Regions from separate parts of the Sus scrofa genome. Here region 2 is linked to region 1. Evidence: chromatin contacts called from public HiChIP or PLAC-seq data. All regions are on one chromosome and are shown on one strand. The core of a region is the stretch at or near the end of the contact, and the rest is flanking DNA. Distances in the headings are between cores, read along the strand shown. Region 1 has its middle 23 kb from the start of EXT1. Region 2 overlaps EXT1 (exostosin-1).

What was found. HiChIP or PLAC-seq counts read pairs in DNA pulled down with a chosen protein or histone mark.
Region 2: a contact with region 1 is called in an H3K27ac HiChIP or PLAC-seq map of alveolar macrophages. The contact joins two enhancer-like sites. A contact is called at or near these places in 1 of 47 Hi-C or Micro-C datasets (liver) and 1 of 2 datasets of contacts at active chromatin or transcription factors (alveolar macrophages).

What each region holds. Positions count from the first base shown.
Region 1 is chr4:20,620,291-20,623,918 of Sscrofa11.1, forward strand. No RefSeq gene overlaps it. Among named protein-coding and RNA genes, the nearest start is that of EXT1, 23 kb to the right of the region's middle. Within about 2 kb of position 1,656, at least 2 of the 83 cell types and tissues checked have an H3K27ac peak or open chromatin away from gene starts, as enhancers often do. A contact at or near this core is called in alveolar macrophages, where this site is marked.
Region 2 is chr4:20,812,483-20,815,978 of Sscrofa11.1, forward strand. The region is part of intron 1 of EXT1 (exostosin-1); the gene reads left to right. Among named protein-coding and RNA genes, the nearest start is that of EXT1, 170 kb to the left of the region's middle. Within about 2 kb of position 1,554, at least 15 of the 83 cell types and tissues checked have an H3K27ac peak or open chromatin away from gene starts, as enhancers often do. A contact at or near this core is called in alveolar macrophages, where this site is marked.

The DNA of each region.
Region 1 (3,628 bases), core at 406-2,905:
TGTAAGTCTGAAGTGAAGTAATCCAGAAGGAAAAAGATAAATACCATGTAATGTCACTTATTTGTGGAACCTAAAACATGGAACAGATGATCCTACCTAAAAATAACAAACAAACAAACAAACAACAAAACAGGAGCAAACCATGGCCAAGAAGAACAGACTTGAAGTTCCTAAGGGGGAAAGGGGAGGTATTGGGATGGATAGGCATTTGGGGGTTTTTTGGATGCAAACTGTTATATTTGGAATGGATGGGGAATGGGATCTTACTGTACAGCACAGGGAAATGTATGTGATTGGGTCACTTTGTTGTACAACAGAACTTGTTGAAACATTGTAAATCAACTATTCTTTAATAATAATAATAATAATAATAATAATAAAATTTTTAAAAGTCTGTAAGTCTGTTTCTATTCTGTATATAGGTTTTTTAAAATATTCTTTTACTTTATGGCTTATCATAGAATATTGAATATAGTTCCCTATGCTATACAGTGGGACCTTGTTGTTTACCATTCTATATATAATAGTTTGCAATTGCTAGCCCCAAACTCCCACTCTATCCCTCTCCCTCTCTCCTCCCCCTCTGCAACCACAAGCCTGTTCTCTACATCTGTGAGTCTGTTTCTGTTTTGTAGATAGGTTCATTTGTGCCCTATTTTAGATTCCACATACAAGTGATATCATATGGTGTTTGTCTTTCTCCTTCTGACTTACTTTACTTAGTATGAGCATCTCTAGTTGCATCCATGTTGCTGCAAATGGCATTATTTTGTTCTTTTTTATGGCTGAGTATTATTCCATTGTATATATGTACCACATCTTAATTCATTTCTCAATGGACATTTAGGTTATTTCCATGTCTTGTCTATTGTGAACAGTGCTGCTATGAGCATAGGGATATATGTGTCATTTTGAATTATAGTTTTGTCCGGATATATGCCTAGGAGTGGGATTACTGGATCATATGGTAAGTCTATTTTTAGTTTTTTGAGGAACCTCCATACTGTTTTGCTTGGTGGCTACACCAACTTTCATTCCTACCATCAGTGTAAGAGGGTACCTTTTTCTCCACACCCTCTCTAGCACTTGTTTATTTGTAGACTTATAGATGATGGCCATTCTGACTGGCATGAGGTGATATCTCATTGTAGTTTTGATTTGCATTTCTCTAATAATTAGCAACACTGAGCATCTTTTCATGTGCCTGTTGGCCATCTGTATGTAAGACCCATTCTCTTATCACTACCCCATGCTGCCTCCTTCCTTATCATTTAAGGATCAAATCAAGTTTCACCTCCATTCTCCCCATCCCTGATTCTTCCATTCTAAGCAGGCATCTGTTCCATACCTCTTCTTGTTGACTCATTTTGCCTAATATTGATATTTTATTTTCCCCTCTAATCTTCATTCCACAAAAAATAAAAGAAAAAAATTAGTGCCAAGGGTGAGAGAAATGCTTTCTACTACTTCTGCAACTACCCCTCATGTGTATTCTTAATATTTTTTGGATGGTGCTGTGCTAACTTGTAGAGCTTAAGAACACAGCACGGAAGGAAAACTTCTGTTCTTCAATTTAAGCTGATACTTCTACATTCTGCGTAACCTAGTGTCTACAGGGCAATGCAAGCACTGCTGGGAAATGGGGCTGTGCATTCTGGTGGAGGAAGAACTCCTATTACCAAAGAGATGGAAGAGGAAGAACAGGCAAAAAGAAACTAGGAATTTGTCCAAACAGGAAGCCCTGGGTTTTCTTCCTTGCTGACTGATCACACTTTTGCTTCACATTCCACATCTCCTAAAGGCTCCTGCCATTACTTCACAGCAGGCATCAGAGCGACTTCCCTTCCTCCAGTTTACATAGCTGCAGCTGGTCTAGGGGAGCCAGATCCAGGAGCAAAGATATCAGCTGTGCATAGCTCTAGGTTTTCTCAAAGGGAAACTTCGAAGTAGTTTTCAAAGGTTAAAGGAAACTTGCCAGCCTAGAAGCTGCTGGAAAAATCCAGCACATACTTGATTCCTTTCCAACCTAAGGGGAGTTTCTAAAGGATGGAGAAGCTATAGCTCATTGGAAAGAGAACACCAGGGAAATCAGAACTCAACAGTGGACATCTGGATTTATAACTGGAAAAACTTCTCTGGTGTTAAAGTTAGGTCTGCCCCTTAAATTCCACCTTGTGACCGTCCCACTAGATCTGTTCCACAGCTTTGGTTCCAGCCATTCAGTTCATGAGAATGCATGGGAGCATCAACCAAGGAACAGATGCAGATTCCCAGGCCCACCCCTTCCAGAGTTTCTAATTTAATAGTCTAGGTTTGGCCTGGGAACCTGCATCCGTTCCTAGGTGATGCTAATGGGGCTGATCCAAGGACATTTTGAGAACAATGTCCCTAAGCAAGAAAGATATTCAGATAAAGGAACCTCCCTTCTACAAAGTATTTGGGATCATGATGGTCTCAAATCCCCTATTGCATTTCTCACTGGAGACCAGATCACTTTACAGTGACTTCCAGAAAGAGGCCCTCGTGGGAAAGCCCTGATGCGTTTTGACCAGCTGTGCTGGGTTGGGAGCTAATTAGGAGGAAAGCTAGAATGGTCCTGCTTTCCCAGCCATGTTATCCAGCAAACCCAGAGACAGTGCGCCAGTAAAGAAAATTATACAGATGAGACCTGGAAGCTGCCATTTCATTAGGGAAGGTTTTACCTTTTTCATTACAGGAAAAATCTAATATTTCCCATCTCTCCCTTCACCAAAAGTAGGCAAGCATAAAACCAAAGTCAATTTCTTACAATTTAGTAACCTCAGCACCAACCAATTATATTCTAGGACATGAGAAACAGCTGTTGTAACATTAGAGCTCGAACAGTTTCATCTCAGCTATTTAAAGGGATAAAAGAGCCAATATTTTCATTCCCTTGTGATATTATCAAGTCATGATAAACAACCAAGACTGTAGTATTAATTACATTAATTTGGAGAGGAGAGAGACCATTTTAATTGCTCCAAGCTGGAGAATAATTTTTTATGGGCAGACAATCATTCCATAAATTCACACTAGAAAGGGTCCTTTGTCTTCTTCTATCAGCAGCAAAATTTCTGGAGGCAAAAAAATGACCACCTCCTTTTAAGGTGGATTTCAGTAGAAAAAAACATTCTCACTATTGCTATGTGTCATTCAGTGAACCCTGACTTGTTGAGCTATTTGAAAGAAAGACACACAGGGGAAGTATTTTTATTGAAATATTTTGAAATCAAAAACAAGAAGTAGGACTGACACAGCGAGATTTAAATACTTTCTCATATACGAAATGACCCTCCCTCTCAGGGTCAAGAAGACCAAATGAATGTGTACATCAAAATGTTCTGTAAACTACAGTATCATATAAAAGCAGAAAAGGAGAGGGAAAAATCATTTACTGCGTGCCTTCTACATGGGGCACTGAGCTAGGTGCTTGACTTCTGTGATCCTATTTTAATACTCATAGAAATCATAGGACGAGAAATAAGAACATAAAAAGGAGAGAATGCAATAAATAGGTGAGGAAAATGCCAATTTGTCATTGTGGAAGCTATTCAGATAAAAGTGTACACACAGTTCCAATTAATTAATGTGATATATGCTATCCATG
Region 2 (3,496 bases), core at 304-2,803, 190 kb after region 1:
CAGGGTAGTTTAGTATATATATAGCCTGGCAGAATTGAAAAACATTATATTTTATTATGTATATTATTACCGATGAGCCAATTCCTACCAGAGGGATCCGTAGAATAGGTGGTGTTTTCGTGAGGTCAATGAGTTTTATAGTTTCTCTTAAGCTTCCTATGGGAAGAAACAGCCTGAAAAAACAAGTGAGGAGATAATTTAGGAATTTGCACTTGGTCTGGACTTGGGGTATATTGATGAAAACTTGAGGGGTTTCTTTGGGAGCCAAAACCGTAAAATAGGCAGGATCAGGTACCTTGCATACCGTGTATATATGCTCGATAAATATTTCATCAGTTTTTTTTGTTTAATCTGTAGATCTTGAATTACTTTTATTTTCTGTATTTCATGCATTAACATCCATTTATGTTAAAAGATGCTAGTGAGCAATGGGTCCAAATTAATTTTTTTGCAAAGTAAAAATAATTATGAGTGTACCTCCTTGAATAGGTAAGGAATTTTGCACGACCGACAGGCTCTCGAAATCTGCATTGGCCAGCGCACCAGCCATAAGTTCCACAGGGTACTGAGTGCTTGAAATGTGGTTGGCTTGACAAAGAAATTGAGTTCATTTTTTGTTTGTTTGTTTGTTTGTTTTAGGGCCACACCTGCAGCACATGGAAGTTCCCAGGCTAGGGGTCAAACCAGAACCACAGCCACAACTATGCAAGATCCGAGACTCATCTGCAACCTACACCACAGCTCACCGCAATGCCAGATCCTTAACCCACTGAGCAAGGCCTGGGATCAAACCTCGAGTCCTCATGGATCCTAGTCGGGTTCATTACTGCTGAGCCGTGACTGGAACTCCTGAAACTGAGTTTTTAATTTTGTTTAATTTTAATTAATTTAAATGTATGGAGCCACAAGTGGCTGAGGGCTACCAGGCTACACAGCATTGCAGTCTGTAGAAATTATTTATCCATAGAGGCAATGTGCAGATGTGAAGCCCTGGGTTCGGATTGGCGTGGGGCAAGGAAGATGTTTTCCTATGGAAGTTTCTAGTGCTGTGGTTCCAGAACAGAAGGCCCACAAAGCCAGCTGTTTACTTTGATCAGGATTGTTTCAGAGAGGATTCAGAAAATCTCTGAGTAGCGTAAGCAGTGGTCTGATGGAAGGCCTTGAAAATATGAGGCTGATTACTGAGCCCCCAGGAAGCAGTTGTCATAATCAGGCTCTGTTAAGAAACTGTGGACCACAAGCCAATGTGTGTCCCCTGCCCCTTTCTCAGTCCAGTGCTCACTCTAGCACAAAGTGCTTAAGAGGTATTTTTCATTGCAACTTCAGATTTTAAACAAGTGGCAGCATGCTCTGAAGCCCACTGAGTCCAGGGGACAACCTTGCAGCCTTTACTGTGTGGGAACACTAAGAAGGGAGCTGGTTGACAAGACCCCACTTTGTGTCCTGGCTCCTGGCCTCCCGCCCAGTTGATCCGCCTGCTGGGACGGCTGCATCCAGGCCGGCAGAGTTGAGCAATGGGGAGGGGGCAATGTGAAGACACACAGGCTTCATAAATCAGGACGATTCAGCAAGATTCCATTTGCACTGAATCCGGGCCAGGGGCCTGAGCGCCGTGGAGTGTCTGCAGGGAAAGCTGACATTTTAATGATTTGATTAGTTTAGGAAGAATATTTTTATGGGTTGTGTCATCGGCTATATTAAGTACCGAGCAGAGTTGTTACATTATGATGAACTTCCACTACCTTGGCTGTGTACGAGGCGTCGTCTGTGCGATGATTTCAGCCCAAGACCCTAAGGGTAATCTCGTGCAATCCTCTTAAAGAAAGCGTTGTTTAATGACTAAAGCTGTTAATCATATTAAATACACACAGCCGCTCTGGGGGAAAAAAAAATGCCAAACAAGCATAAATTTTAAAAAAGGCTTTCGAATTAGCTAAATCGGGTTGTTTCGGGAGGGAAGTTGGGTGAGGAAGTTGTGGTGGGGGGGGAGTGGAGGAGGAGGTGGAGAAAGACAGTAGGAATACCCGCAGGTGTGATGCTGGTTATTGATCCCCCGTGTGGCAGGCACTGGGTCGAGGGTGGCATCGGATGTTGGGCCCCATGTCAGAGGCTGTCCAACACCAAGTAGTCTAAGCAATCAAGAAAATTTACTGTCTCACAGATAAAGAATTGAGAAGGTTGGCAGTTCGGTAGGGCTATTTCTTCTGGGTGTGTTTTGCTTGTAGATTACCTTGACGTCAAGGTTCTGGATTGACTTTGGCCGAGGTGGTGATGGTGGTGGGGGGTGAGCTTGGTCATTTTGGACCACATGAGGCCTTGTTCATTGGTGTTTCTTCCTGACCCATGGAGGTTGATTTGACTGAGATGCCCAGGATGGGGGGACTCTGGATCCACACTCCGTTAGAGGCACAGCCTGAGAACAGGCTCCCGCCCTCAGTTCTCCTGAGGCCAGGAGGGAAATTCTAAATTTGAGGGTTCTCCCCTCCCTTCACCAACCATTCATTTTGTTTTCTTTGCACAAGTCTCAGTGGAATAAGGTTGCCGAGTCGAGCCACCATTTCCACTTGAGCAAATATGGGCGCCCAGTTTTCCAAAAGCAAGGGTTTTATGGGGTGATGGGCTGAATTAAGGAAGCAATAACCCCACTCTTTCCTTAGCCCTTCTTGTTGACTAAGGAAAGAGTTTATAAAAGTGGCTTCATTCATTCCCCTCTGCCTGGTGTTCTTATGTAAACCAGAAACAGGGAGTTTGGAACAGCATTGAACGGTAGAGGTCGGTTTTCATTAAATATTCAACACCTGCCCTTAATGTTACAACCTAGTGTTTTGCCAACCCAGGTTTTCTCTGTCCCTGGGATTTCCTGTGTTGAGTGAGAGACTGTGACAGAGGTCTAAACATTAAAACATAAAACAAACCAAAAACATAAAATAAAGCGATGAGTTACAGAAATACATATGTGCGTCAGAATATTCAACAAAACCGAGTTTGGATGTCCCGGGATTGTAAGAATGATAGGTGACTAAATAGGATTTTGTGCAGGAAAAAGACTTGGGTTTGAGGAATGGAAAAATGAGTGAATAGAAATAAGTGGGGGGGGGTGGTTAACCGTGGTAGTGACAGTGTTGCTACCCCCCACCCCCCCAACTGCTGTGTTATCACCCCCCCAATCCTCTCCCCAACTGGTGTGTTGTTTCCTGAGAGCCATCCAGGGGTGGGCCTCCCTGATGCCCATTATCATCCAATTCTCACCACAATCCTAGGAAGTTTGCAGAGTTTGCAGGCCTCCTTCTCTCCCTCCCTCCCTTCCCTCCTTTCTTCCTTTCTCGCCCTGAGGCACATGGAGTTTCCAGGCCAGGGATCAGATCCTAGTTGCAGTGGTGACCTAAGCCGCAATGTTGCAGCTGTAGCAAGGCCAGATCCATAACCCACTGGGCACAGCAGGGGATGAACCTGCATCCCATCACTCCCGGGATGCTGCCAATCCCCTTGCCTTCAT